2 separate regions of the Gossypium arboreum genome follow, and region 1 is linked to region 2. A link is a contact called in public Hi-C data. All regions are on one chromosome and are shown on one strand. Each heading gives the region's core, a stretch centred on a gene start, on an enhancer-like site or on the middle of the called end of the contact. The rest is flanking DNA. Distances are from core to core; before and after follow the strand shown. Region 1 holds the start of LOC108456824 (DExH-box ATP-dependent RNA helicase DExH5, mitochondrial). Region 2 has its middle 4.2 kb from the start of LOC108455128.

The links. A called contact is a pair of places that touch in the nucleus more often than the background predicts.
Region 1: a Hi-C map of leaf shows a contact between it and region 2, with 2.4 times the contacts expected there. The contact joins the promoter of LOC108456824 here to the enhancer-like site in region 2. A contact is called at or near these places in 2 of 5 Hi-C or Micro-C datasets (both in leaf).

The regions. Positions count from the first base shown.
Region 1 is chr3:9,955,909-9,958,608 of ASM2569848v2, reverse strand. LOC108456824 (DExH-box ATP-dependent RNA helicase DExH5, mitochondrial) reads right to left here and starts at 1,289. Exons shown (of 19, transcript XM_017755515.2): 1 at 731-1,289. The coding sequence starts at 1,165.
Region 2 is chr3:9,918,148-9,920,847 of ASM2569848v2, reverse strand. No RefSeq gene overlaps it. Among protein-coding and RNA genes, the nearest start is that of LOC108455128, 4.2 kb to the right of the region's middle. Within about 2 kb of position 1,432, at least 2 of the 2 cell types and tissues checked have an H3K27ac peak or open chromatin away from gene starts, as enhancers often do. A contact at or near this core is called in leaf, where this site is marked.

The DNA.
Region 1 (2,700 bases), core at 40-2,539, 38 kb before region 2:
TTTCATGCCTATCTTCTCAATCCAAACATAATGTTAATGTGACCAAGCCACACACGATGGGCTTTAGCATAGTATTAGTCTTGAGTTTATTAGGAGTGATATTTAGAGTGAAATTCACTTGGTTATAATCTTAAATTTTATCCTCATGCATGGTTGCACATAGGTCAAAGCCATAATCTGAGGACATTTCAGTCCAAAAAGGTATCCAGATAAGCTATTCAGAACAAGCAAATTAGTAATCCTCAGCAACAATATTTTCAATTAATCATATATAACTCCAAACTGAAAGTGCTCGCCACTCATTTTACTTTTTTTAGCTCCATCAAATGTTCACCATTTGAAATATTAAAAGGACGGCTTAAATGGTTACTTTTTCTTATTGATCCCAAGTCAAAGGCCCAGAAGCAATGCAATGCCTCAAGAACTTTCAGAAAGGCATGCAGTTCTGACCTACGGAAATCATATCCCAATTCCACTTACTTTACTTCTAAAGCCAGGAAATATTTTCAACTTGTTTTCTCATTACCAGAAATCGGAAACCTTCATTGCTATGAATATGAGAAACGAACCACATAAAGTGTGATATCTTTTAAAACAAAGAATTAAATTAGCCTAACCCGACGCCAAAAAACAAGAATTTAATTTCCGCCAATAAACAATCAAACACAAGAACTTCATTTTACAGGAAAAATTGCCGAATGGAAATATGTTAAGTATGAAGAGAACTAACCGATTGCAAAGACAAATCCAGCTGGCGATCAGAGACATTCTCGGAAATCCCCAGACAGTAAGCCGAATTATACTGTGCATTTTGATTATTACTGCTTTTACTACCATTATTGTTATTATAAGTCCCTTGCTGTTGCTGTTGCTGTTGCTGTTGTAAGTGTGGCAAAGAAGGAGGAGAAGCAGTGCCCTTAGCGTTCAAAATGGGTGTGTTTTGGTGGTCGCGAAGCTTGGAGAGAATCGCGGGGGCGGAGGAGTTCTTGGTAGCATTTTGGTTGTTAGGAGATGAGATGAGACGGTGGTGGGGAGGGACGTAGACGGCGCCGTACAAGGACGGAGGCCGATCCTTCATCGTCGGAGAAAAGAGTGAGGGTTTTATGGTGTGGGTGAGAAATTGTGAAGAGAAAGGAAGGAAATGCGGAGAGTAAGAGGGGGGCATTCACGGTAAGCTCCAAAGGTTTTAGATTCTTTCTTTGGTTGGTAAAATTGCGTTTGCTTTTTGTTTTATACTAGAATTAACTCTATGCTGACTCACGCTCGGGCTTCTTAGATTTCTTTCAGATCAAAATATACTGTTAGTTTCTTACTCAAAATATAGGTTAAATTCTGCTATTAATATATATATATATATATGCATATTTAGTTATGGATTTAATTTTTATATTTTAATTTAGTTATTTTAATTTTATATTTTTAAATTTAAAATTCACACCTTAAATTTATTAAGTTATATTTTATTAATTTTAAAATTGATGCGATAAATAGGGCAAAACCAAAAATATCTTTTAAATGGTGAAATTAAATTATAATTTTTACGATACTAAAAATTTAATTTTACTATTTTAATAGCCTATATTTTTATAATTTTAAATGATCAAATTAAAATTGTATCATTTTTAGAGATGCCAAAGTACAATTTTACATGTACTATTTTAAAAATTTTAAAGGACCTAAATGAAAATTTTTTATTTCAGGGGGGTCAGGGGCCTTATCAGCCCCTAGTTATGCCACTGGCGACAAACATATTACCATATATATAATGTCATGTCAGCTAATTATTTTCACATATTATTCACTAAAATCCAGTTAATAGATTAACGATTGTCATTTTCATAAAAACTGAAATTTCAAATTTTGAAAAGTATAGGAAATTGGAATGATCCAATTGGAGAATATTGAGCAAATCTATAATTGTAAGCATACTACAAAATTAGTAATTTAATTTAACCAAATGAAATTTGATGTTATTGTTTGAGTCAGATTAAAAATCAAAATTCAAAAAGTATAAGAATTAAAAGTTACCAATTCGAAAAGCACAAAAACTATAATTAATCAAATTAAGTATAGAAACTAAATTTATAACTTTCACAAAGTACATAAACAAATCGCGGAATTTAACCTAATATATATATGGTGCACATGAATAAAAGACAACTAAGTAAAATATATTTTAAAAGTAAGTTAATAATTACAGTGACTCCTGAACTCAGCAATTTGTAACTATTTGGTACCTAATTTTTTTTTTTGACATAATTGGCAACTAAACTTGGAAACCGTAAGCCAAGTTGCTACATTTTATTAGCACTTGAATAACACTATTAGATTTTGGGTTGGAAGACAATAGAATATTGAAACGTGTCTTAAAAATAATATATATATATATTGCATTATTTAAAAAAGTAAAAAAATAAGAATTTTTTTTTTAATTTTACGTCCATAATGAACCTAAACAGTTGGTTATCCAAATTCTTTTTTTCAAGTTCAATGTGCAAATGAAATCAATCGGGCTACAAAGGAGGAAGACTAATTAGGTGGAAGCAATGGATGAAGAGGACAAGTGTTACATTCATTGTCGAGGCAACTATGACCTTTCAAAAATCAATTAAGCATTTTATAGAAATTATTAAACTCATAACACACTTAAAATAAATTTTATGCATTATTCCAAGCTTAACACAAGCTAATGAAATCTTT
Region 2 (2,700 bases), core at 183-2,682:
TTCGGATTTAATCCTCGACGATATTTTCTTTTCTTTTTTGGGTCGATGCTTCAGGCTCGATATTAGCAATCAAAGCTTTAAACTTCAAGTCTCTAGTTTTTCCTTTTTCTTTTCTTTCCCTTTTTATTTCTCTTTTTCTCCCCTGTTTTCGAATGCTTTCTGTTTCTATTCTGTTTGTTTCTTTTTCTTTTATCTTTTATTTACTTTATTTACTTTATTTATTTAATTAGCATATATTATAATATATTTATTTTAAATATCTATTAAGTATTTAATCAAATACATACAAATGTACACCACCAATACCATACACTTGCCATCGTTTATTTTTATTTTTACACAAAAATATAATAATTTAATTATTTAATTATCAATAATATAATTTGATCTAATTATCTATTACTTTAATATTAAATAAACAAATTATTTTATAACAAGTGCACATGTATCTATTTATTACAAATGTACTAATGTTTTTATTACAATTGTCATTATTCAATTTGTTTATTGTATAAAATATCATAATTTAATTATTTAATTAAAAATATCTTTATACTTAAATTATAAGTAATTTAAGTATTTAAATTACAAATGTACCAATATTTTTATTACCATACAATTCTCTACTATTTAATTTATTTAATAATAATACTAATAATAATATAAAACCATAACAATTAATAATTATACTAATCAATTATATAATATATATATATATAATCTAAATAAAATCTTAGATTTTAATACATTTATGCCGCCTCAACCATTACTTAATGGCATTTTTGCCATTTTGGTCCTTTTTACTTTCTATTGCTTTAGATTTAAACTTTTACCTCTTATTCAATTTAGTCTTTTTTTCTAATTACTCTAAATTAAGCTAAATTCACCTAATTAGACACACCACTAAACCCATAAATATTTCTAATAATTATTTTTAAACCCGGTTCACTACGTCGAAGGTCCGATAATATACTGTTCTAGTGCCCACGGATTTTGGGTCATTAGAATATCCCTGCCTGAAATAAGTGTGACAGGTAGCCGGGTCCAGACACCAAAAAATTTTAACGGAACACTAAAACAACTGAATTGGGCAGTGAAAATTCTGAACCGGGATGTGATATGAAGGGGATATCCCTTGAATAGCTTATACTCAGCCGACACATGATAGGGATATTCGTGGAGCGGAATAAGAACAAAAATCAAATACAACACACTTCAAAATCTGTACTGAATTCAAGCTAAAGCCCAGTAACCCAAGCCCCAACAATTGTAGCTTTGTTTAAAGCCCTCCATTCATTAGTTTTACAGATTATTAACTTGAAAGCTTCAAAAGCTTTGTTATTCGAGGTGATTTCTCCAAAACTCCTGAAAAGTGCTTTTCTTGAACTGGAATAATCCTATCACATGCCAGACACTATAACATCATCAAAACTGAGTGGGGCAAGCTAAATAAAAAACTTTTTACCCTTTTAAAGAAGATCTAGCAGTACCAAGAAAGATACAGTCTGAGGATTACGGAGAGAACCTACACAAGGTGAGAAAAAATTAATAATTAAAAAGGAAATCGAGCAAAAACAAATTGCAAAAGTCATGATTATTCTAGTTGCAAATCTAAATAAAAAAAAAGAATGCATTCGCTAACCAACAATTAATTGAGATAAAATAAGATAAAAAATGAAGGATAGTGTTTTGTAACGACTGTGACAATAATATCGAGATACCTAATCATGATAGTGATAAGTGGCATAAATATACAAACATATATGGTGAGTTTGTTAAATCTAAAAGATAGAACCATTAATGGAGATACTTTTAGCAACTCAAAGAAGGAAAAGCATCAAAATATCACCATATTATTTACCAGAAAAAGTAGTGTTTGAACTGAATCAGAGGGTTTGTGAGAATGAGCTGTTTTAGAAAATTCACAAGGTTTGGCTCCCCTGTCTTCCATCCTGCTCTTAACCCATTGACCACAATCTTGCATGTCAAGTTGTGTTCTCCTACATATTAGAACAGTAGTTGTCGGCTCAATAGTTCTTGTAGATTAATAGTACATGCAAAAATAGAAAATAGCACATTTTCAAATAAAACATTAGTCCACCCCACCCAAGAGAGAGAGAGAGTGTGTAACGACCCAATTTCAATGAAATCGGAACAATGGTTTTGTAACCACAAATCTGAGCTAAAAAGAAAATTTTATTTTAATATTATGGCATGGTCTATATTATGATAGAAAGGAGGCATGAAAATTTTGATAAGAAAATTTTATTGGTTTTGTAGTTAATTGATTAAAAAGGGCCAAATAATAAATAAAAAAAAGTATATTTTCAGGACTCCGTTCAGGTAAATCGGATTCATAAATATTTTTAATAAATATTTACGAAACTAATTGTGTAGTTAATTAGATTTTGATTAGGTGAATTTGACTTAATTAGAAATAATTATGAAAAAGGGCTAAATTGCCTAAAGGGTAAAAGTTTAATTATAAACTAAAAAGTTAAAAGGACCAAATAGGTAATTATGCTATTTTTTAAATGTTGAGGCGGTTTACAATAAAAATATCAAAGATATTTTAATAAAAATATATATTAAATTAACTTAAAAATAAGTAATATATTAATTTATATTATTATATTATTACATTATATATATTATATTATTTTATATATATATATATATATATATATATGTAAAACAAAT